Linked DNA regions of Mus musculus: all the other regions are linked to region 5. A link is a contact called in public HiChIP or PLAC-seq and promoter capture Hi-C data. All regions are on one chromosome and are shown on one strand. The core of a region is the stretch at or near the end of the contact, and the rest is flanking DNA. Distances in the headings are between cores, read along the strand shown.

The links. Promoter capture Hi-C pulls out the DNA fragments that hold promoters and counts their contacts. HiChIP or PLAC-seq counts read pairs in DNA pulled down with a chosen protein or histone mark.
Region 1: a contact with region 5 is called in a promoter capture Hi-C map of liver, with 7 times the contacts expected there. The contact joins the promoter of 6330418K02Rik here to the promoter of Pom121 in region 5. A contact is called at or near these places in 2 of 39 promoter capture datasets (liver and pre-B cells).
Region 2: a promoter capture Hi-C map of liver shows a contact between it and region 5, with 9 times the contacts expected there. The contact joins the promoter of Zcwpw1 here to the promoter of Pom121 in region 5. A contact is called at or near these places in 2 of 39 promoter capture datasets (liver and pre-B cells).
Region 3: a promoter capture Hi-C map of liver shows a contact between it and region 5, with 4 times the contacts expected there. The contact joins the promoter of Cops6 here to the promoter of Pom121 in region 5. A contact is called at or near these places in 3 of 39 promoter capture datasets (liver and pre-B cells) and 1 of 115 datasets of contacts at active chromatin or transcription factors (large pre-B cells).
Region 4: a promoter capture Hi-C map of pre-B cells shows a contact between it and region 5. The contact joins the promoter of Taf6 here to the promoter of Pom121 in region 5. A contact is called at or near these places in 2 of 39 promoter capture datasets (liver and pre-B cells) and 1 of 115 datasets of contacts at active chromatin or transcription factors (large pre-B cells).
Region 6: a contact with region 5 is called in an H3K27ac HiChIP or PLAC-seq map of thymic regulatory T cells, with 8 times the contacts expected there. The contact joins the promoter of Zkscan1 here to the promoter of Pom121 in region 5. A contact is called at or near these places in 1 of 39 promoter capture datasets (pre-B cells) and 1 of 115 datasets of contacts at active chromatin or transcription factors (thymic regulatory T cells).

The regions. Positions count from the first base shown.
Region 1 is chr5:138,261,912-138,265,968 of GRCm38.p6, forward strand. It overlaps 6330418K02Rik (RIKEN cDNA 6330418K02 gene), which reads left to right and starts at 2,134. Exons shown (of 3, transcript NR_045821.1): 1 at 2,134-2,190; 2 at 3,846-4,057. It overlaps Map11 (microtubule associated protein 11), which reads right to left and starts at 2,141. Exons shown (of 11, transcript NM_153161.3): 1 at 1,511-2,141; 2 at 1,156-1,251; 3 at 936-1,065; 4 at 747-833; 5 at 503-623; 6 at 259-406. The coding sequence starts at 1,921. Gal3st4 (galactose-3-O-sulfotransferase 4) reads right to left here. Exons shown (of 4, transcript NM_001347507.1): 4 at 3,010-4,057. The coding sequence ends at 3,382.
Region 2 is chr5:137,786,328-137,790,336 of GRCm38.p6, forward strand. It overlaps Zcwpw1 (zinc finger, CW type with PWWP domain 1), which reads left to right and starts at 1,475. Exons shown (of 17, transcript NM_001005426.2): 1 at 1,475-1,618. Mepce (methylphosphate capping enzyme) reads right to left here and starts at 374. Exons shown (of 4, transcript NM_144913.3): 1 at 1-374.
Region 3 is chr5:138,158,985-138,163,260 of GRCm38.p6, forward strand. It overlaps Cops6 (COP9 signalosome subunit 6), which reads left to right and starts at 2,118. Exons shown (of 10, transcript NM_012002.3): 1 at 2,118-2,198; 2 at 2,391-2,513; 3 at 2,690-2,821; 4 at 3,153-3,241; 5 at 3,338-3,400; 6 at 3,751-3,798; 7 at 4,146-4,260. The coding sequence starts at 2,129.
Region 4 is chr5:138,185,312-138,189,159 of GRCm38.p6, forward strand. It overlaps Taf6 (TATA-box binding protein associated factor 6), which reads right to left and starts at 1,915. Exons shown (of 15, transcript NM_009315.4): 1 at 1,859-1,915. It overlaps Cnpy4 (canopy FGF signaling regulator 4), which reads left to right and starts at 2,224. Exons shown (of 6, transcript NM_178612.4): 1 at 2,224-2,409. The coding sequence starts at 2,274.
Region 5 is chr5:135,392,813-135,397,015 of GRCm38.p6, forward strand. Pom121 (nuclear pore membrane protein 121) reads right to left here and starts at 1,734. Exons shown (of 13, transcript NM_148932.2): 1 at 1,125-1,734. The coding sequence starts at 1,693.
Region 6 is chr5:138,083,522-138,087,396 of GRCm38.p6, forward strand. It overlaps Zkscan1 (zinc finger with KRAB and SCAN domains 1), which reads left to right and starts at 1,563. Exons shown (of 6, transcript NM_133906.4): 1 at 1,563-1,710.

The sequences.
Region 1 (4,057 bases), core at 884-3,383, 2.9 Mb after region 5:
GATGTTCAGAGGCTCGTGGCCTTTCCCTTCCATTGTGTTTTCTTTGAGCCTAGGACTTCTCTCCAACTGCTCATATAGCTGGGGATGACCTGAGCCTCCTGCTACCTCCCAAGTGCTAGGATCCCAGGCGCAATGCCACTATGCCAGATTTATGCAATGCTGAGGGTAGAACCCTGGACTCTATGCTTGCTAAGCAAGCACTCTACCAACCCAACAGTTCCCACAGTGGTCGTCACTTCTGTGATCACACCAGCTCACCTCCTTGGCCCCAGGAGGGGGCTGCTCACCCCCTCTCAGCTGGAACAGGAAGTTGTGTTCCTCCAGGGCACTAAGTGGACAGGGGAAGTAGCCAGATGTTCCAGGAAGCCGACAGAAGGATCCCATGGAGACTTCCCCAGACTGGTGACTAGTTCAGAAGAAAGAAAGGCAGGACATGAGCTTGCCACTTCCCATCTCTGTCCCCAACCACGCCACAGCTCTGCCTCCTGCCCCAGAACCTCACCAGACATTGTCCACCAGCAGCACAGAGCCATCAGGCATGACAGGTAGATAACTGGCATTGAAGTTGGGGAGGATTCGGATATCCCAGATGGAGATCTCTTCCTGGGAAGAGCTATTCAGCACTGTGCGGGAACAAGCCCAGCTCAGAGTAGTGAGAACCCTCCTACCCCAACTCCACCTTTACCTAACATACTGGACCCATTCCCTTGCTGCTAGTCAAGCCTTGCGCCAGCAGATCTGCTCACCCTTGAGCACGGTCAAGTGCTTTCCAGCCACAGTGAACTGCCGGCATTTCAGAACTGGAGGGGGCAGCAGCGTCAATAGGGTGCTCACTGCAGAGAAAGGATGTGGCAGGAAATCAAGACCTCCACATCACAGTGTGGCACCCTCTAATCTACTCCTCTCCGAGCTCCAGCTTTCCCCCTCTCCCCCACCTTGGGCCTTGAAGGCGCTCTGTTCTCCACGGAAAGTCTCCCCAGGAGATCGAGTCTGTAGCAAGCGCAGGTAGCCTTGATCTCTGACTTCTGGTGCCTCGACCTCCCGCTTCCACACGGTCACTACAATCTAGGTACAGGAGCCATCGGACCATGATCACGAGGGGTCTTAAAATGTCATCTGAATTATAGGGCAACAGCCTCAGCTCTGTTATCCTACCTTGGCCTTGGGTGTCCCTGGGGGCAGTCTATCCAGTGAAACGGTGAGTGGGAAGATGACTTCATCTGTGGACACAATCGGTTCTTCCACAGGCAGCTAGGGGTTATATGAAAGGGGTGAAAATGTCAGGATGGCGGCAAAGATTCAGGCTCCTTTAACGTTTCTGCAAGACAGAGCAAGTCTTTATGCCCACCCCTTCTTGAAATCATATGCCTCCCGTCTTAGGTTCCTCTGCAGGACAGGACAATGCTGTCATCTGCCTCCTACATCAGGTCCCTAAGGAATCCATGCTCCAAACTATCTTTCTAGCTTCCAGCAAACCTCCCCTCAGCCCTTGTCACCCAGAGATCCTCACCGTGGTCGCGCCCCCTGAGGTAGCAGGGCCCTGGCCGTGGGTGAGAAGGGGGCTGCAACCTCGAAACAAACCCCCGCCCCCCGGGTCCCCTCCCCCCGGGGGGTCAGCATCCTGGTCGCCGGCGCTGCCGCACCCTGGCAGCGCTCCTCCTGCGCTGACCGAGGCCAGGGCGGCCAGGGAGGTCGCCAGCTCGGTCCAGGCCCCTCGGGATGCCAAGCCCGCGCCGCCCCCAACGCCAGCCCCCACGCTGCCTCGGCAGCGCAGCACCAGCAGAAAGCGGACTGTCTCCCCCAGGTACAGATGGTTGCGCCGGGGCAGCGCCCGGTACCGGCCCGGGTCCCCGGCCAGCTCGGCGCGTGGCGGTAGCGGCACAGCCGGAAAGTACATCGAGTAGTCGCATTGGGACTCCATTGGGTGGGGAGGACGATGCGACCCGAGACCGGGCCGGCAGGGAGCCACGGGACCGGGGGAGCTCGGCCTGCGAGTCCAGACACCGGAGGACCGCGGCTCCGCCCGGCAGGCAGCGGGACACACCAGCCTGGCCCGGAAACCAGAGAAACGAACCCGGAACCTAGACCCAGCAGCGCCAGACCAGGAGTGCGGGCGCTGAATGACTGGAGAGAAAGCGGAAGCGGAAGGAAGGGGGCGTGGCCTCCGAGGCTTCTTGGCTGAGTCGAGGGGTGAGTGCGGGCTGCTGAGGAACCTTTAAGGATGCTAGACTGGCTTCTTTGGGTAGAATTTATTTTTATTTGTCTCCGCCTCCCTCCTTTCCTTTCTTTCTCTTCTTCCCTCTCTCTCTTGCTTTCTTCCCTGACTTTCTCTTTCTGTTCCCTCTCTCCCACGCTTCTTCCCTTTTATGACAGCATTTCTTGTAGCCCGAGCTGGCCTTAAACTTCCTCTAAAGCTGAGGATGAATTCAAATTTTTGCTCCTTTTGCCTCCATTCTCCGGAGCGCTGGCATTACAGGTATGTGCCATCAGGTCTGACTTATGCAGGGCTGGGCGTTGAGCCCAGGGCTTCATGAATGCTAGGTAAGCATTCTGCAAACTGAGCCACACCGCTGCCTTTTTTTTTTCTGATATTTTGTTGTTGTTGTTGTTATTATTGGTGATGTGTGTGTGTATGTGTGTTACTGGAATGCCTGAGCCTCAACCTCATGCTAGCCAGTCGTTTTACCAACAGCTGTATCCCCAGCATTGAGGGAATACTGAAAGAAAAGAAAGACCCCATTACTTAGCCTAATTTCTGTCCAATAAAAGATTCTCCATCACTTCTCCTTTTAGAGCCCTACATAGAACAAAGAACTGGGGGCAGGGGAGATGGCTCTTTGGTTAAGAGCCCTTGCTGTTCTTGCAGGGGACCAGGGGTTGGGTCTCAACACCCACATGGTGGCTCACAATATTTGGTAACTCCAGTTCCAGGAGATCTGTGGACACCAGGTACATTTACACATGTAGGCAAAACACTCATACACATAAAATAAAATAAGTCTAATAACCTTTTAAAAAATAAGTAAACGTTTCGTAGCATTTATTCATCCAACAAATATTTTGATAGTGAAATTAGCACAGCTCCATAACAAATATTTCGTAGAGAAATGGACATATATCATGCCCCAAACTTTCTCTGTGTCGCTGTCATCTTTTGCCCCTCCAGGGGGTTTTGAGGAACTGCTACATGAATCTGTCTTGAGGCTTGAAGTGGCAAAGTTAGGGGTTGGGGGAGGCAACAGATTCTGCTGGGATTTCTAGAGGAAGTCCAGACAACAACAGTCTCATCTTAGAGCAAACTTCCTGTTCCTTCCAAGGGAAATACATACGCACCTAGAGGTCCTCCACCCGTCGCATATGTCCTAATTTGTAGTCTGATACCTATGGGGACAGTAGCCTTGAGGTCTTGAGAGGCGAGGAGACTGTAGGAGGAAACTGCTTAGCATCAAGTTTATCCTTATACTGTAGCTCTGGAGTAGCCAAGCGTTCACATTCCTCTTTGTCTTTCTGGTTTAGTCCACTCTGAAGTACATAGCCCAATACCTTAGCTGAACCAAACTGTAAAGGACGGAGCTTTGCATCAGCGATGTATTTGGGGTCTAAAGCCTCACCTCCCACCAAGCAACGTTTAGCCAGAGCTTCTCTTCGAGCCCGGAGCTCAGCCACAGCACGTTGCAGTCGACTCCTGCCATACTGTTCTATCCGCGCCCACAGACTACGGTTGAAGTGAATATAAAGAGCCCAATCCAAGTTATTCCAAGCTCGGGCCTGTTTGGTTAGCTGCTGATCTTCACCAGTCACCACAGTCTTATTGGCAGTTCTGATAAGACTCTGCTTTTTTCCAGCCTGGGCATTGTGCATGAAGCCCACCACATCGTCCAGACTCCAGCACAGGGCATCTGCCAACAGGACCAGTGACTCATCAAAGTACTCGGCCACCATGACCAGGTCAAAGACTGAGTCCAACCAGGCCAGACCCCATTGGATAAAGGATGAGGGCCTAAAATCTGAGGAGACAAGGCTGGCTGGCTGCTTGTAACTATCAGCAGCTGTGGTA
Region 2 (4,009 bases), core at 225-2,724, 2.4 Mb after region 5:
CTCTGCCGCGAGCGCGCACGACGGGCGCGCGTCCCGCTCGCCCAGGACCCACGCATGCGCGCTCCGCCACCACCCAGGCTGCGCGCGCATCGGGAGTGCGAACCAACTTAACGGCTCCGAGAGTTTAAATACAGCCCCCCTCCCTAATTACCTCACCCTCCCCCAGCCCGAGACGCCCACCGCCCCACACGGACACCCGACTTCCCTTCGCTGCTAAGTCCAAGCCCTACTGATATCCTTTGTCTCTGCCGTGCGATCCCACCCACCGTAGGCGGGGAACGGGAGCTGGTGTGAAAAGGTCTCCTTGACACCCGACCCTTGTTCCTGAGGAATGAGGCTCCGCCGTCTCCGCCCGGCTCTAAACCCAACAACCTCCCTGCCCCGCCTCCTTCCTCCCCCATCCCCGCCCCTCCTGGAGAGCGCCTGCGCACAGTCCTTTTGGACTTGCGCGGGTTGAAGGGGCAACACGTGCTGGAGATGATGTTCCGCCCCCTCCGCTCTAGGGGCGGGGAGTGTGACGTCGTTTCCTTAGGTTCATTACACGCAGCGTGCGTCAGCACGTTTCCAAGGGGCGTGCATTCCCAGCGAAAGAGGCGGGCTCATGAATTATTCATGAGCGATCGCTGGTCTTTTCCCCACCCCTTCCCCCCGCCCCCAGCCTATCTCATTAGAATTAGGACTTAGGAGAACCTGAGGAGAGGATGATAAAGTAGGCTAAGGAATCGAGACCATTGTCTCAAGAACTGTTATCAATAAAATGCAATATATTATTTAATATATTTTCTGAATTGAAAACAAACAAGTACTAAAACATCGAGATTGTCCAAACTCCTCTTCCCCTGAAATGGCCCAGTTGTTCAAGCGGCCCTCCTCCTTCCACCAGGGACAAACATCTAGAGAACTACGCCTTCCTCTCCTCCCTACACCTACGTCAGGCCTCGGACGCCGCTGCCATAGTGCAGCGCCTGCGTATCGGTCCCTCAGCGCCACCCGCTAGCGTTGCGGATTTTACAGCATTATCCCTGCAGCTAGACACACCGCGAATGTGGGCGGGAAAGGGTATCGACCTGTTTGGGCTCCTGTTTCGGCCAATGGGAAGCACTGATTCTATGCAGAATCCTCAGACTGATGGCTGGCGGAGTTTCCCAGTCCACAGACTATTTGTCAGGAAAGAGCACTGTAGAGGCAAGGGGGGAGCTCAAGATGGTTTCAAAATTTAAGAGGGTGACGACAACTAAAAGGTAGGGAGTGATAGCACGAAAACAGGAAAGAGAAAGCGATTTGAGGCAGAGATAAGAATGAAGTGCCTAGGGCGCTTCGCAGGATATTATGGGGGGGGGGGCGCGGAACTAAAGATGTCAGCGAGGATTATGGAACTTGTAGTTTCACTAGGCTTTCGTTCTTAAGATGGCGGGCTACTCCGGCTGCGCAGACGCAGAAGCAACTTCCAACTGCGCACGCGCAGCACCTGAGCGCACGCCGCTTGGGGGCGGAATTTGTCCGTGTCCTCGCGCCTTCTCCTGGTGGCGGGAAAAGTTGCTCGAGGTGGAAGGGATGTGCGGAATGGCTGCGACAGCGTTAGCTGCGCTTCACCTTTAGGTCCTCGTCGCCCCAGAAGGTAGTTGTCTTTTATGCGACTGCAGAGGAAAGTGTTAGTTGTGGTGACTCTCGGTACCTGTTGGCTGAGGAGAAATTTTCTCTTCGGAGCCACAGCGGACCTTAGCCCCTGCTCTTCAGAATCGCTAATCTTCAGAACAACAACAACAAAAAATAACCCAGTATTGCGGAGGGAAATGAGGCGTTGTGGGACAGCGAGGCTGAGCGGGAGCAAAGGGGAAGAGGCTTCCATGGTGGCGTTCTTGGTCCGGGAGAGTAGCGAAGCGTTACTTGACGCTCTGAGGGGAGGCGAGGGTTGTTTGCCTGGGTGAGATCTCTGCTTTTAATGGCCGTCGCGGAGAGAATTGGTAAAGAGAGAGGAAAAGTAGAAGACCACTCAAAGGCCTCCCCTCCGCTGTGGGGTTCAGTATACATGGCCCCGCATCTTGCTATCTGTAAGCAGAAAGGACGCGCGCCCGCCCTGCGAAGGCCTAGGGCACAAGGTCCTCGAAGCAAGAGCATCCCCGAGGGCAGCCTGAGGTCGGGACACGGGGGTTGGGGGGAGCGGGAGCGATCCAGAGATTGCGGTCAAGGATAGAAATGACTTTTTTTTTTTTTTTTTCCGAGACAGGGTTTCTCTGTGTAGCCCTGGCTGTCCTGGAACTCACTTTGTAGACCAGGCTGGCCTCGAACTCAGAAATCTGCCTCCCGAGTGCGTGCGCCACCACGCCCGGCTTAGAAATGACATTTAATGTCACGAAAGAAACTGTTTTGCTCACAGGTGACCACACATCTTCGGGGTTTCTTCCACCACCTCCCCCAACCCCCACCCCACCGCGCCCCGAGCCAATACACTTTACTGTGAATTTTATTTGTAATGTTCTGTGGGAAGTCTCGTTTGGGTAGTTCCTTCTGAGAGTAAATCTGGTGAGGGTAGGTAGAACATCTTTCTTTCTTTGATTCTTTCTTTATTTCTTTCCTTGTTTTCCTTGTTAAACGTTTAAAAGGTCTGCAGAACACAGATGCGTGCTCACAAAGTGAACTTAAAAACAGGTAAAACATGAGAATAGGCAGGAGTTCATAGGCTATTAGGCAATGTCAAAAAGCCATCAATTCCGTATTAAAGGGAATGAAATTTTCATTTATTCTATCATTATCATCATCATCATCATTTTTTTATGTGTGAATGCTCAGTCTGCATGTACACCTGCAGGCCAGAAGAGAGCATCAGATCCCTTTATAGATAGTTGTGAGCCATCATGTGGTTACAGGCACCCCTGGAAGCCAGTGCTCTTAATTCTTGAACCATCTCACCAGCTCCTCAGTCAGTCCCCCTCCCCTCTGCCTACACAGTGCTGCCATGCACCACCACTGCCAGGGCCCAGGACAGGAAATTTTTAAGTGAATTTATATTTTTTAAAAGTTTTATCACCCTTATTTATTTGTTGTTTGTTGGATGTGTGTGTTTGTGCACATGCTGTAGAGCATGGGGAGGCCAGAGGTCATCCTGTCCATGTTGTGTCATCCTGTCTGTCCATCCCTGCCAATCAAGTGGGATCTGAGATCAGTTTCAGATCATTAGGCTTGGGGGCAAGCACCCCTACCCACTGAATTATCTGTAAGCATTTATTCATTTATTCATTTGTTTGTTTGTTTGCCTGTCTGTCTATCTATCTATTTAGCCACCTATCTATTGCTTATTTGTTTATTTTCTGAGACAGAGTCTTGTCTGTATCCCTGGCTGTTTTCAAGGTCACGTTGTAGCCCAGACTGAACTCAAAGTTGAAGCAACAAACTTCCTTCAGTCTCTTAAGTGCTGTGAGTATAGCCGTGAACCCCTGGTTGTGTTAAACTATATTCTGAAATATAGGAGGCTTTGTGTGTGTCTATATTTGCTTTTGTTTTTGTTTTGGAGGGACTGCAGGGTTTTTCTGTAGTTCTCAAACTAGAACATTCCCACGATTGAAATTTAGACATGGCTCACTATCCTAGCTTAAAAGTGATTGAAAAGTTTTGTTTGCTTGTTTTTGTTTTTGCTTTTATTTATTTATTTATTTTGGTTTTTTGAGACAGGGTTTCTCTGTGTAGCCTGGCTGTCCTGGAACTCACTCAGTAGATCAGGCTGGCCTTGAATTCAGAAATCTGCCTGCCTCTGCCTCCCAAGTGCTGGGATTAAAGGCATGCGCCACCACTGCCCAGCTTTTTTTTTTTTTTTCTTTTTTTAAAGACTTATTTATTATTATATCTAAGTACACTGTAGTTGTCTTCAGATGCACTAGAAGAGGGCATCAGATCTCATTACAGATGGTTGTGAGCCACCATGTGGTTGCTGGGATTTGAACTCAGGACCTTCACAAGAGCAGTCAGTGCTCTCTCCAGCCCTTGTTGTGTTTTTTTTTTTTTTTTAAATGGT
Region 3 (4,276 bases), core at 868-3,367, 2.8 Mb after region 5:
GGGTTTCTCTGTGTAGCCCTGGCTGTTCTGGCATTTGGTTTGTAGACCAGGCTGGCCTCAAACTCCAGAGATCTGCCTGCCTCTGCCTCCGGAGTATTAGGACTACAGGTGTGTTCCACCACTGCCTGACTTTTTAATACATTATTAAAATCTGCAAAAAAAAAAAAAAATCATTCCAAGACAGATGAAGGGAACCCAGCTTTCCTTGAGCTCTAGACAGGGGTTGAGTGTTTTAAGAATATTGTTAAATTGCTGTTAGCACTAATGATGACCTTCCCTTCCTTCAGTTTTTCCTCTAATGGAAATCTCTTTAGGTTTATAGTATAAAAACTCCCAAGGTTTATTTTCATGTAACTAACCAAAGACATTGGGAATAGGGCAACTTAACTATCTAATTATCATCTATTGTACCCATCTCTCTCACTGTCCAGGCTGCCCTGAGGAAAAGGACTGTCAGTCTCATAAGTTAGCTAGATGACCCTTAGACTAGCACCAGCAATCTGGGACACACAACAGAAGTCTTGAGACAGCTGTGTAAAGATTGAAGCTGATTTTCCAGTGTATTTGACATAGTTGTTACCAGATATTTTGCTGTCATAGACCCCTATGAAATGTAGATGAACCTGAAAGCATTTCCAGCGTGACAGGAAGGGAGCCCTTTCCCTAGTGGAAGGACTACTGCGAATCAGTGCAAAGCCATGATTGGTCCAAAGCACATACTTCAGTGACTGTGATTAGTAAAAAAAATAAATAAATAAAAATAAAAAGTAGCCCGGGCGGTGGTGGCGCACACCTTTAATCCCAGCACTTGGCAGATTTCTGAGTTCAAGGCCAGCCTGGTCTACAAAGTGAGTTCCAGGACAGCCAGGGCTATACAGAGAAACCCTGTCTCGAAAAACCAAAATAAAAATTTAAAAAAATGGCTGTTATTGGCCCCAAATGAATGATTGTGGACCAAATACTCTTTCTTGGCTATTTAAGCAGGTCGCTTAGCCTTAGTTATTGTCCAAGTAGGAAACGTTTTCTTTTATTTTTATTTTTATTTTTATTTTTTTTATTTTGGAACTCACTCTGTAGACCAGGCTGGCCTCGAACTCAGAAATCCGCCTGCCTCTGCCTCCCAAGTGCTGGGATTAAAGGCGTGTGCCACCATGCTGGGCAAGTAATTGTCTTTTTTTTTTTTTTTTTTTTTTGGTTTTCTTTTTTGTTACAAGTAATTGTCTTAATCACTGTTCTATTGCTGTAAAGAGACACCATGACCAAGGCAACTCTTCCCCTCCCCCCACCTTTTTTTTTTTGTTTGTGCGACAGGGTTTGTTTGTGTAGCTTTGGCTGTGATGGAACTCACTTTGTAGTCCAGGCTGGCCTTGAACTCATGAGGTCTGCCCGCCTCGATTAAAGGCTGTGATTAAAGGCGTGGGCCACAAGCCCTCCCAATAGCAGTTGCTAAGTTGTGTAAAGAGGTTGTCTTGAAACTGAAGAAGCTGAACAATTCAAGAGTAATTACTACTGGGGAGATGGCTCAGGGGATGAAGTGTTAGGACCTGAGTTTAGATCCTCAGTACATCGTTTTAAAAGCTAGGCATGCTGGGTATGGTACACACCTTTAATCTCAGCATTCAGGAAGGAGAGGAAGGCGGATCTCCTAGAAGTCTGCCTAGACGAATAGCAAGTTCCCACCAGCTGGCCAACATTGTAAGACCCTATCTCAACAAACAAGTGATCAAGTCTCTATAGATTATATGCAACATGAAAAATTTTATATCCTGAATAAATTGTCTTCCCCATTCCCTTTTACAGCCTTTCCTCCTTTTGATCGCAATTTTCTCTGTGTTTAGTATTGACAGTGTATCCACTTGAGACCTGGAAACTAATAGCCCTCCTTGGGAGGTAAAGGCAAGAGGATCAAAGTTCAAAGCCATCTTCAGATACACACTACAGAACTCATGGCCAGGCTGGTTTACATGAGAACCGCTAGCAGCAGCACAACACGCAGAGCACCCTGAGCTACTAAGTACTGGCAGCTGCCCCGCCCATTAGCAGCACCAAGTATACACTGAGCATGCACCGCTCCCCGACGGAAGCCGAGAAGGAAAGGGGCGGGCCGTGGCTGGCGGGCGCGGGGAAAATGGCGGCGGCAGCTGCGGCGGGGGCGAATGGGAGCGGAGGCAGCAGCGGCATGGAAGTGGATGCAGCAGGTAACGGGGTGCGCAGACCGACTTCTGGAGTTGCCCTTGAGAAGTGGTCTTGAGTACTTCTTAAACCTGTCCCAGGATAACTTGAGGGCAGCGATGGACGGCCGGGCTCTGCTGGTCCCCTGCTTCCATGTCTAGGGGAAAATGTGTGGGCCCGAGCTCTCAGCCGCTATGTTTTCCTTTCACCTTTAACAGTCCCCAGCGTGATGGCCTCCGGAGTGACTGGGAGTGTTTCCGTCGCTCTTCATCCCCTTGTCATCCTTAACATCTCAGACCATTGGATCCGCATGCGCTCCCAGGAGGGGCGGCCTATGCAGGGTGAGTGTTGTGTGTAAATCTCAAAATCTCTTGGAGATTTCCTCCAGTCACTCCCCTGCGCCCTTTCTTCCAAATTATTGTTTCCCCAGTCGTTGATTCACGCCGACTCGGGAAAGGTTTTCCGAGACGCCTGTTCCTCACCTAGTTTCCTTGCGCTTCTGTTTCTCTCCCCTTAGTGATTGGGGCTCTGATCGGGAAGCAGGAGGGGCGAAATATCGAAGTGATGAACTCCTTTGAGCTGCTGTCCCACACCGTGGAAGAGAAGATTATCATTGACAAAGAATATTATTACACCAAGGAGGAGCAGTGTGAGAGGGGAATAGAAGTGGGTGGGGAAGGAAAAGTGGGAAGATTTTTGTTTTGTTTTGTTTGTCTTAAAGAATAAAAGGCCTGAGGATGTAGGGCAGTGGGGTAAAGTGCATTTCCTAACATTCGGGAAGACCAGAGTTCAATCCTCAGTACCATATAACCCAGGAGATAGAGGCAAGAGGTCAGAAGTTCAAGGTTAGTTAGGTGTAGTTATTTTAAACTGACCCAAAATATGAGGAGGGAGGGGAGAACCGGAAAGAACACACCAGGCCCATCAAACTAAGGAAGAGAGGTTTAAAGGAATATTTACTCTGGCCCCTTCTTCTCCAGTTAAACAGGTTTTCAAGGAGCTGGAGTTTCTGGGTTGGTATACCACAGGGGGGCCACCTGACCCCTCAGACATCCACGTCCATAAGCAGGTATAGAAGCTCAAATATGTGCATGTTGGGGAAATGAACAGAAGGTTAGGGGAAGAGGAGATACTGACTCTTCCTGGGCTTTGCCTTATCTTCTAGGTGTGTGAGATAATTGAGAGTCCGCTCTTTCTGAAGTTGAACCCTATGACCAAGCACACAGATGTGAGTGTTGTTGACCCAATGTCCCCTTTTTCTTGATCATCTGCCACTATGCCTTTGCTCTAATTTACCGACATTATGTGTATTAGAGAAAGCTTGAGTTGAATCTCTACCCTGCTGTTTACACCCATCAGTTGTGTGACTTCATCTCTTCAGTGGTGTTTCCATATGTAATGTGTGTAAAACCTAGAGAAAGCATGAGCCAAGTGTGGTGACAACACTTGTAACCAATCTTAGCACTCAGGAGATTGAGGCAGGATTGTGAGTTCAAAGCCAGCCTGGCATGTGTGTAAGTTCAAGTGCATTTGCTTTTAGTAAGAGCTGTTCTCTTGTCTCCGTCTGTGTTTTTACAGCTTCCTGTCAGCGTTTTTGAGTCTGTCATCGATATAATCAATGGAGAGGTAATATATAACCTGCAACCTTCAAACCTTTTAGCCTGTTTCCTGCATGCCGTGTGCAGGCATAGGACAACCCTGGGTGTCCATCCTAGCTTTCTACCTTGGGACAGACTCACTTGTTTGCCAGGCAGGTTGGCCTGTGAGCTTCTGGGAATTGTGTCTCCACTTCCCATCTTGCTGTAGGGGTTCCAGGATTACAGTCACATGCTGTCACATCTCACTTAATGTGGGTTCCGAGGCTCTAAATTGAGATCCTCAGTTGTGCAGCAAGTACTCTACCTGCTGAGCCATCTGCCTAGGCCTAGGTCTGTTTCCTGACTCTCCCTATCTGAGAACTCTTTACTCTGCAGGCCACAATGCTGTTTGCTGAGCTCACTTACACTCTGGCCACTGAGGAAGCTGAACGGATCGGTGTAGACCACGTGGCCCGGATGACAGCAACAGGCAGTGGGGAGAACTCCACTGGTAAGGGAGGGGAATT
Region 4 (3,848 bases), core at 665-3,164, 2.8 Mb after region 5:
TGGAAGATGTGGTTCAGTAGTAAGGTACTTAGCATGCACATGGGCCTGGGTTTGATTCCCAGCAGAACTTTAAAACTTACCAGGCAGCCCAACCCGACCCTTTTTGGCCCAGATGATTATCACCTATTCATCTGCTGAACTCAGTCGCTGGACAAGGTGTTCCTATTTCCATCTTGGCTTTTTTTGTGCGTTTGTTTCTTAAAACCAAAGTGGTCTGTCAAAATATAAACTAGGTAACTATTTCTTTCCTATAACGACTCCCCTTGCCTCCTGTCCAGGTGTAGGGGTTAACACTTCTAATTTCAGTGGACTGCCTTGGGTTTCATGTCAGGCTTCAGAGTGTACATGCTGTACACCCATATTCCCAGTACCCTGGAGGCTAAAGTGGGGACAGCAAGTTTGAGGCCATCCCGACTCTGCAATAAGTTCCTGTCTAAGATGGTTTCTTTCTTTTCTCTCATATCTCTGATCACCTGCCCCGCCCCCTCCCACTTTACCCTGACATCATTCTCCTTGCTGTCCTTTAAATCTGACAGACATGTACTTGGCTTTATAGCTTTTGTTGTGTTCTTCCTAAACGTGTTTGGCTGACTACCTGACCCCACCCACCTCTCTTTAGGGGCAGGTCTCCTATAGCCCCACTGGCTTCAAATTCACTAGGTAGACAACACTGGTCCTTTGGCCTCTACCTCCCAAGTACTGGGATTGCAAGCACATACCACCATGCCTGGCTTTACCTGTTTGCTATGTTTTCTTCTTCTTCTTAATAATAGTGATATAATATGTATATATATAAAATCACTCTAGATTAAATCTAAGACCTTCCACATGTTAAACAACCCTTCTACAATTGGGTCTCAGGCTCGTCTGGAATTCATCCCGTGGTCTTGATTTGGAGAGCCTCCTGCCTTTTACAGCTGTTTACCACCAAGCCTGGCTATTATTTCTTCTTGTTTATTATCCTTACCCCACCAGTAAACAAGAATATGTCTGTTATGTTCACTGACCTATCTGGTGCCTAGGGCATTGTTAAATATATGAATAAGTCTTTTTTTTTCTTTTTTTCTTTCCTTTTTTTGGTTTTTCGAGACAGGGTTTCTCTGTATAGCTCTGGCTGTCCTGGAACTAACTTTGTAGACCAGGCTGGTCTAGAACTCAGAAATCCGCCCGCCTCTGCCTCCCAAGTGCTGGGATTAAAGGCGTGAGCCACCACTGCCCAGCATGAATAAGGTGTAAGTGTTCACTAAATACTTGGTATAACAATTACCAAAATGAAAAAGACACAGACTCAAGCTTGGAGTTTACTCTGTGGTTAAAAGGAAAGGAGCTTGCCTGACACTGGACATGAAACCAACCTCAAGAGTGTTCAGAACTGAGTGCTAGGGACTGGTTCTTTTCATTCCAAGTCTTCTCAGACTTTTGTTAAATCTTGTCTACAGGAAATACAATTATTCAGCACATACTCTGTACCTGGTCGGGTCCCAGTCCTCTGTGGTGGTACCCTTGCCACTAAGGTTTCATAAAACACTCTAGCAGCCTCGGGAGTTTCTCAGATCAGTGGAAGCGACAGGAAGACTTCTTAGAGAAGGGATAACTTGAGCTATATCTTTACATCATTTTTCTCAGCTAGGGAAGTGATTCGAAGATTACCCGGGCAGCGCTACAGGAGGTTCACAAGCCACTACATCGCCCCACCATCCTTCCAGTGCAGTCACGCACAGGGTCCCCACGAGCACGGACACACAACCAACCGTCTTCTTCCCAGTCCTCACATGGGCCCTTTCAAAGGGTCTCCTCACGGATACACCTCAGACTTTCCCCCGCCAGCCAAGCACCGGGAGCAGTAAAAGCCTCTCACCGCTGCCAAAGCGCCGCTCACCCGGCGCTCGGCGCCATCTTGGCCCCGCCCCCTGACAGGAGTAGGTCCTGGCAGAAGCCAAAAAGTTATCACTGTTCTTCCCTATGTCAAAATAGACCATATCGTTTCACAGTCTGAAATTATATAAAAATTTCATTCTACGTGCATGTGTAAAGATCATATTACTCTATTCTAATTACTTCAATTTGTATCTTCATTACCCAGCTGTCAGGACCTTCAGAAGGCGCCACAAAACTGAGCCATCACGCTCCACCCACTTTCGGGCTGGCTCTGAGCATGCGCTGACCGTTCTATGATTTTTTTTTTTTTTTTTTTAAAGCTTGCTGCGGGCTTCGCCTAAATTTAAAGGGCCCGCTGCCTTCCAGAAGTTGGTCTGAAGGCAAAGGGTGGTTGTATGTGTGGACTGCGTTTTATCATGGGACCTGTGCGGCTGGAGATACTGCTTTTCATCCTGGCAGCGTACGGTGCTTGGGCTGAGGCGACAAAAGAGGAGGAAGATGACACAGAACGTTTGCCCAGCAAATGCGAAGGTACAGAAACGGAGTAGTTGCTATTTACATCTCCCTATCTACCTCCTGCCTCTCTAACTCTAGGCTGAATCAAATGGGCTAGGATAGATGGATCACTAGACTGTCTTGAAAGAGGTTCTGTTGGAGCTTGGTAACACTTGAATGGGAACAAGGGAGGGAAAGCAGGGTTAAGGTGGCACTACATTTCCCAGGTGGCATCCAGAAGGATCTAGGTTTTTCTTGCGGGCTTGGGCCCCAATGTATTGTGGGAATTGTAGTTCAAGAACCTGTAACGCTGGCTCTATGGAGCATCTTCCTCAGTCGTTTCTCTCCTTGTTAAAAATCTGGACAATCTGCATGGGTGGGGTGTAATACTCATTCCTTATAGGCATACTGAGTCCCGCCCTGGCAGAGACGCTCTTAAATTACAGGCCTGATGGCCCCCTTTAGGGGTTTTAAAGGTGAGTAAGTCCCCAGCTGAAGTTCATAAAGAGAAGATGAAGACACCACACCACTTAGAAGTTGCCCATCGGTGTGAGGCTTTGCAGATGGGGTGCACTGTAGGGATTTTACAACAAGCAGCATGGCCTCTGGCTACATTAGTAAATGCCCTCCCCCCAACCACCCCTCCCATCCCCAACAGGGAGGAAGCCAGGTCACTGAATAAATATCCTGTGGCTCCCTAACTCTAACTTTTTCTTTGGATTCATTATTGCTTCACTTTACACCCAACAACATGTTTTTATCATTGACACCCATGACTTGATTCTAATCTCTCACTTATTTTTGCATCTGTGTCCCCACTCTTCTGAGTCGGGGTGGGGGTGGAGACAGGGTTTCTCTTTATAGCTCTGGCTGTCCTGGAACTTGCCTGTAGACCAGACTGGTCTCTAACTCCGAAATCCACTTGCCTCTGCTGGGATTAAAGGCAGAAGTTAACTATATGAACCCCCTGTCTCTAGTTCTGACCTCAGAATGCTGGGATAGCGTGTGCCACATCACCTAACATTGCAGAGGTTCTTAGGATCTGAACTCAGGTCCTCAAGCTTAAAAGTGCTTTACTTACAGAACTGTTTTCCCAGACCCTAAGCCAACTTTGGAGTGAGGGGAGAGCTGTAAAAACACTTTTTTTTTTTTTTGAGACAGGTTTTCTCTGTGTAGCCCTGGCTGTCCTGGAACTCTGGAACTCACTCTGTAGACCAGGCTGGCCTCAAACTCAGAAATCCACCTGCCTCTGCCTCCCGAGTGCTGGGATTAAAGGTGTGCGCCACCACTGACTGGCGTATGTACACTCTTAGCTTTCATACTTTATTCCTCAAAGTGACTGCTTCAGACACACCCAGCGTCTCACAGTCAGTAAGTGGCCCCTGTCTTTTTCTTGGCTGTTTTCCTCCTCTCCGTTTTGTATTTGATAAACTCCTCCCCATTCTACTGGACCCAGTTTAAATGTCTCCTTTGGA
Region 5 (4,203 bases), core at 484-2,983:
CATTAACACTTCTTTCAACCTCTTATTTTTCTGTTAGACAGTGCTGGTAGCAGAAACTAGGGGTGTGTGCATGCTGGACAAAGCACTCTATGACACTAACAGCTCAGACTTTAAATTTCTCTAAGCAGCAGAGAACGTAGCATTTTTTGGCACATTTCTCCCATTTCATCCAAAGGCAGAAAATATCAGTTGCTTAATGGCTGTCTCTACCACAGACTTCATCAAATTAAGAGGGAAACTGGAAACCTTGCCCACATGGGTACTTCAGAAGAAAAGCACATGCAGTTGGGATGTGTAGGAATAGTTTTTTTTTTTTTCCTTTCCCCCAACTAACCACCAATACACAGCAAAAACCAAACATTAACAGGTATTCACCACCTCAACTAAGCAGACTTATCAAGGCCAGTGAAACGTCTTGTGAAGGAGCTTGCTGCCAAGCTGGAGACCCAAGATCAACCTCAAATTCACGTGGAAAGAGAAAAAGGACTCCAGCAAGCTATCCTCTCATCTCCCTGTGAATATGCAATTTAAAAAGAAAAAAATGCTTTTATCCAGAATCCGGGTTGAGTGTAGTGGAGCACACCGGTAATCCCAGCATTTAGTAGGTGAAGGCAGGAGGGTCAGCAATCCAAAGTCACCCTCATGAGTTCAAGGGACAGCTCAGATACATGAGATCCTGTCTCCGGGGGGGGGGGGGGGGGGAACAAAAACCCAAAGGCTGGGGAATAGGTAGAGGGCAAGCTTGCCTGCTATGACTGAAGCTGTGGGTTCTATCCCAGCACAGCATACAACCTGGTGCAAACCTGTAATCCTATCAGTGAACTCGCTCAGAAGACGAGGCAGGAGGATGAGTTCAAGGACAGGCTCAGCCAAAGAACGGGGTTGAGATTAGACAGCCTATGCCATCAAATACCCTCTCTTAAAAAAAAAAAAAAAGAAAAAGAAAAAAAATAAAGAGAAAAGAGAGTAATGGGAAAAGGGAGGGAAGGGCGTAGAGATAAAAAGAAAGGGAAAAGGCAAAGAAAAGAAAAAGGGGAGGTGAGTTAAATCCGATTTACAGGTTGAGCCCTACGTCAAATCCGCGGCCGCAGAGACCCCACCCTGGGAAGATCGCCGGGGCTTACCGGTGGGGCGGCCTCCGGGAGGGTCGCAAAAGCGGGGTGGGGAGCGCGGGGTAGACGTGGTGGACTCGCTGGACCGCCGAGGCCGGAGGCGGGGAGCGTGCGGGTGGGCGGCGCCCCGGCCTCTCCCTTGGGTCCTGCCGGAGGGCAGGCTCGGGCGGGCCGGGCTTGCCCAGGTAGCTGCCCATGAGTAAGAGCTCAGCCGGGTCGGGGCCTCCCAGCGGGCTGCGGGGTTCGCAGAGGCTACCGTTGACTGGTGACTTGGCCGGAGGCGGTGAAGCGGTGAGAGCTGGCCGCGGGTGACGGCGCGCGTCGCGCACGAAGGACGACAGGGCCCTCGGGCCGCGGGGTTCTCGGCTCAGGCCCCACCAGGCCGCGCTCGCCCCCACGGCCAGCCAGGCCAGCGCGGCCGCCGCGGGCACCAGGTAGAGCGCGAGGCCGAGCAGCGCTAGGCCGAGGGCCGCAGCACCCGCCGGTCCTCCGTAGCCGCGGGCCCGGCTCCGGCCTTCCCGTCCGCCCAACGGGGGCCGCCGCCGCTCGCCTCCGTCAGCCGCCGCAGCCGCCGGAGACATCGCGGCTCCGCGCCGCGGAGCGGACTTAAATATCCCAGGGTACACCGCGCCGCGCGCCGCCGCCGACGTCACTGTCGTCGACGCGGCGCGCCGGGTGGAAAGGGGAAACCGCCGCCGCGTGCGGAGCACGGCGCGAGAGCCCTAGTTTGAAAAATTACAGCTTAGGTAGGCGGATCGGTGCACGCCTTGCCTCTCAGAACGCGGGAGGCGGAGGCAAGAGGAGTTCCGTGAGTTTGAGTCCAGCCTGGTTCACAAAGACAGTTCCAGCGCGACATGGAGACATAAAGCCTGTCTCAAAACAGCAAAACTTAAAAAAAAAAAAAAAGAAAGAAAGAAAAGAAGAAAAGTACAGCCCGGTTTTTGACGCTGGAGGTTTCCCTGACGCTCCTGGACTGCAGAGGAGTGATGTTAGAAATCAAGGCACAGAACGGAGATGGGTGGCACGCGCCTGTAATCCCGGCATTTGGGAGGTGAAGGCAGGAGGATCCCGAGTTCTAAGTCAACCTGGGCTACTTAGTGAGACCCTCCCCGTCTAAAACAAAATAAAACCCGATCAGTCAGACCCTGTATTGGAAAAGGCCAATCAGGCCCTGTGTGGAGGCTCACTGTTTATCGCAGCGAGGTCAGTTCCAGGCCTGCTGGAGCAACACAGTGAGACCCTGTCTCAAAATAATTTTTTAAAATGTGTGTTTTGCTTGAATGTATGCTGGGATTACATTCACACCATCACATCTTACACTTGCGTGGAGGTTGAGGGTCAACGGCAAGTGTCTTTCAATCTCCTTTTTTTCTTTTCTTTGTTGTTGTTTCTCGAGACAGGGTTTCTCTGTATAGACCTGGCTGTCCTGGAACTCACTCTGTAGACCAGGCTGGCCTGGAACTCAGAAATCCACCTGCCTCTGCCTCCCAAGTGCTGGGATTAAAGGCGTGCACCACCACCGCCCAGCAAGTCTTTCTCAATTACACTGCACATTATTCTTTGACACAGGGTCTCTCACTAAACCCAGAGCTCACCAACCTGGCTAGGCTGGCTGGCCAAAAAGACCCAAAATCTTTTTGTGCCTACCTCAGTGCTTGGGATTACAGGGGCTCCTACTGTGCTCAAGCAAGCTTGCTCAGCAAGCCCTGTACCAATGGAACCATCTTCCCAGTCCATATTTCCCCCCTTTCCATCCTTCCCTCCGTTCCTCCTTTTGTTTGTTTCTTCTTTTTTTGAGGATGATAGACTGAGAGCTATTCCTCCACAATCAAGAGTAAGATAAGACTAGACTTGGGGAGGGAAGGCTAGATGGATGAGGGAGAAGCGGGGAGAGGCAGGGATTAGAGTTTAGAGACGATGCATATTGTTAATAAAACTAGCTGAACTGGTAAATGACAGTGAGTACAGTGGGCACTGGTGATAGTTAAGAAACAGGGTGGTCCTGCTCAGTGCCATTCTTAGTTTCTGAGGTGTAATCCAGTAGGGGTTTGTTGTGTATCGGCCACTAGAGGGCAGTCCCAGGCTTATCCATTAAAGCACAAACACACACAGCCTTATCTGTCCACCTTGGTTTTATGCAGTGGTTCTCAACCTTCCTAATGCTTTAACCGTTTTATTCAGTTCTTTATGTTGTGGTGACATCCCCCAACCCCCAAACTATAAAGCTACCTCCTAAGTGTAATTTTGCTACCGTTATGATTTGTAGTGTAGATGATGTTTTCTCGATGGTCTTGGGGTGGAGGGGTCAGTACCCACAAGTTGAGAACCACTGGCCTTATGGTCTCACTGAAGCACTGCCTAAAGGACACACGACCAGGCTACCCGACGCTTGTACTTGTCCTTTGAAAATCGTAGTTAGGGCTAGAGAGATGGCTCAGAGGTTAAGAGCACTGACTGCTTTTCTAGAGGTCCTGAGTTCAGTTCCCAGCATCCACATGGTAGTAGCTCACAACCATATGCAATGGGATCTGATGACCTCTTCTGGTGTGTCTGGAGACAGCAACAATGTGCTCACATAAGTAAATAAATCTTTTTTTTTTTTTTTTTAAGAAAATTGTTAACAAAACGGCAAAGTGAGTCAAGTCTGCTGGGAATCCCAGCCTACTCCTTCAGTCTCCCCCCCCCCCCATTTCCCTACAGAGAGGGAGTGAACAGAACTGAATGCTCCTATTTAGGAAGTAGAGGCAGGAGAATGAACAGGGCAAGGCCAGGACAACCTGGGTTACAGGACACCCTGCCTCACCCTTCTCCCCAAAGGAAGGTTGGAGAGATGCTCACTAGGTTGGGGTTTGTCCACCTGACACAAACCTAGGCATGTCTGGGAAGAAACCTCAACTGAGAAAATGCCTCCATCAGGTTGCCCGCAGGGTATTTTCTTGGCTAATGATTAAGGTGGAAGAAGGCCCAGACCGACGTGAGAGGTGCCACCTTTGGGCAGGTTGTCCTGAGGATGGATGGATTATAAGTGTGTGTGTGTGTGTGTGTGTGTGTGTGTGTGTGTATGCCTGTGTCTGCGTGCGTGTGTTTGTGT
Region 6 (3,875 bases), core at 313-2,812, 2.7 Mb after region 5:
TGCTAAGATAAACATCTTTTACCAGCCAAAATGTGTTGTTATTTGCAAATGCTTGTATATTTTATTGCTACCTGCCAAGTGTTTGTGTATTATTATCTACCTAGCTAGCTATTTGTTCCTGTAAACGTGCCTAACTAAATTCCCTTTAATGATTAAGGGGATCAGAGTCCACTCTAAGATTGTCACAAAGACATGGATGACAACCCCACTACCTGACCTACAAAAAGCTGTAAGAAACTGCCAAGGGGACTGAACCCTTCAAAGCACAAGCGTGCTTTGTAGTCCATGCATGAATAAAGGTTTCTCCTACTTCTCCAAGTGAATGGCTGGCTCCTTGTTTCCTTTAACAATACTGCAAATAGGGGAAGGTGGAATTGGAGGATGACTTGCCTAAGGCGGTTTTGGGTGTTTGGTTTTGGACCCCAGAAGAGGGGACTGAGATGAATATTTTACATATCAAAACAGACCTGGTCTTCAGGTTCTCCCAGCATCCCTCAGATCCTACCTGGTATACCCTGCCCCCAGCCTTGAACTTTCCATCCCAGGGCTTGGGCTGCCCTTCCCCAGAGACTCTTCCCTTTATAATCCAAACATTTTGCTCTCCTCCTTCTCCTTCTCTTCTTTCTCTGCATGTAAGCCCTTTCTCTTTCTGCCTCCCCTCCCATTGCAACTCTCCTGCCTCAATCCTTGGGGCCAGTGAACTCTACCAAGAGCAGCTTCCCAATAAACCTGCCTTTATTATAATATAATCTAGCCTGAATGGGCTCGTTTCACTGGCGGAGAAATAACCTATCACTGGGAGAAGGGGGGCTGATATTGGGATGTAAAGTGAATTAATTAATAATCAATTAATAAAAAAGGAACAATACTTCAATTGCTTTTTAATTTTGGAGTATTGTTTTATAAAGTTATCTCCCCCATGCTGTATGGTCTCTTCCTTGTGGACTTGCCTTTGATATAGAGCCTTCTATAAGGTGGAGCCTCATTTCTGTATTGCCCACAAGGCAAAGAGATAAAGGCAGTAATTGTTGAGCGTCTGTAATTCCTCTGAAAGATCCTTTTAAAGTGCTATAATAGCATATTCTACAGAACCAGTGTAAGTAGCTTGTTTACTGAAAGATAGTCTTTTATCCTCGGGCCACATATCTGGAAACACCATGCACTCAACTGGCAAACCTCACCAGGGCTGATCTGTGAAACCAGACACCCCTGGCTTGGCTTTGATCTAACTCCATCTACACCCTTGCTTCAGCTTCTCTGCCACAGGCATACAATTACTATTATTGATAACTGCCCAAGATGGAAAAGATGGGGAAGAAAGTAACAAATATAGAGCTGAAAAATACTACATCAGGAAAAAAAAAAAACCTGAACACCCTAAACAGGATCACTTTATCTCTATCTGTCACCTCTGGAATTGAAGACAGGCAATCAGGGCTGGGGGGGGGGGGGTGTTGGGTAGGGAGACTCGGAACAAGAAATTCAGAAACCGAGATGCAAAGTCCTCCCGTGTTCCTAGAGGAGACCCGGAAGCTCAACTCGATCCCGGAAGATGAGGTGCTGACCTACTTCCGGTCTTTGTGACTCATTGTGCCTGTGGCGAGGTATTGGGAGGGCCTATGTCGGTGTGCAGTGCCCTTCGGTCGGGTTGAACCCAGAGCAAGCTGTGCTTGGTCGCCCGGCGTCCCCAGGCCGCTCCGGAGACTCACGGTGAGTCTCATGGCGGACTCTCGGAGGACGGGCGGGCTGCGAGGGTGGACCGTGTGACCACCCGGGGGGACTTGGAAAGGAGCCCTGCGGGGTCCCGGCGGTGCTCGAATCTCTGGGGTCAGTGGGGAGCTCTTTCATGTCATCATCCTTGTATAACATTTCTGAGGACAAGATCACAAATGGACGTGATCCCCGTGTCTGGATTCTTCTCCCCCTCCCCCCCTCCTGTCGCCATTTGCTGTGGTTGCAGGGGAAAGTGTTTTGTGTGGTTTTCGTTTTATTGCTGTCGTTTACTTCTCCGGGCGTCTTGGGTCCTTGAGAATCTTGAGATAAACGACGCGGAAGACCTTGAGCTCTGTACAGGTTTGAGGTTCCGAAAACATTTCCGGATCACTTGCTTTTCTGTCTTTCCATCTCCCAACGCTGAGCGAAAGCGCTGGCGGCTTGACGGTGGTTAAAAGATCTAGTAGAAATTAACAGCCGGCTGTCAGCTTTATGCAATGCTTCAAGACCTCTTGCTGGTTTAAGCCTGTTTAACTGTGCTATCTGGGAGATTAGTGGAGTGTTAGTTCACCTTGCTTGATTGCAATGAGTGAGACGTGAAGGGTATCTGGGAGAAACCACACTGGGCCAGTAGGAGATTGATCAGCTTAATGACCTTAGATGAGATTAGACATTTGCCAACTGTCAGTTTTATTATCCATAAAATTAACTACCTTTGCTCAAAAAGGTTCTTCAAACTTGAAATGAGTGGAGTTGGTAAATGTAATTGTAATTTAAAAAAAAAAAAAGGCAGCTCATTTAGTTTGAAGTTCCCCCTTCCTTCCCCTCCCTACACACACACAGCACACACACACATTGATTATAGAGAGTGGCTGTTCCATGGCCTGGGACCAAAGAAAGCATTTATTGTACAGGGCAGTGCTAGGCGGATTGAAAGCAGTCAATAAATACTTGTTGGAATTATGAAGAATTCATTGTAACCACATCAAGTGAAGTTACTAGAAAAGCTGGCCAAATGTGGGAAAATACCTTTATTATAAGGAAACTGTAGTGAAGAATTATCCAGATGTTTTTTTTCTTTCAGGTTTGTGTCCTCTTTCAATTACCACACAAGATTCTTACTTGTTATTTTATTCAGGATCATCTTTGTTAACTTACAGAAATGCCTGCGGCTGAATGCTATTTTCTTTTGTTGATCCTCTACTTCATGTCTCCATGAAGGAAACAGGAAAAATTTCAAGTGCATTATACTATATTTAGATACAACCAGGCCAGTGTACTAAGTTTTAAATCTTAGCTTTTCATTCTGTGGTGGTGTTGATATTCTTTAGATAGATTAAAAAAAGGGGGGGGCGGGGAGGGGTCTCTCTAGTTCTGGCTGAAAATCTAGCCACTGCCTCTAGAGTGCTGGGACTACAGGCACACAATACTAGACCACTAGGTATCTTTTAAGACTAAGTTTTTCATATTATAAAGCATTTTATGTCTCTGTTGAAGAGGGGAGTAGAGGATCATTTATTTAAACTTGCAAGACTGTGCAATAGAAGGAAGACTGGATTTTGAGAAAACATCCTTTGAAATAAACCATGCTTGCAGCCTGGAGTCTGGAGTCTTTTCTTGTCAGAAGTCATTTGTTTTTTTTTTCTTTGGTGAGATTTGGTTGCTGGGCAGTGATCTTTTCTAAAGGAGATGGTATGTCAGAATGTGTTTCGTTTGAGAGGGAACCCAAAGGTGGTTTTCTGCCTCTCTTCCTCTGTCCCTACTCCACTGCTAATAAGAATACTGGAAACGATTCAGGGATGAGTGACTTATTTACAGGGGACATAATTCATTTGTTCCAGCTCATGCTGCCCTTGTGTTAGTGGATTTCTTCCACTGCTAATCTTTTAAGCAGGCTGAAAATTGTAATGCACAATTATATCTCTTGAATTTAATTTTTCTTCTTTTTTTTTTTCCTATTTTCTGATCTCAAGTAGCCCTGTTGAGCCTCAAATTCACTATGTAGCGAAGACTGACACTACAGTCTAGATACCTCTGCCACCACCTCTAAGGTACCTGGAATACAGACATGCTCCACCACACCTGGCTTCTTTGTGTTTACTATCTTGCTGTACTGAGGTTGAACCTAGGGCCTTATATATGCTAGGCAAGTACACTGCAAC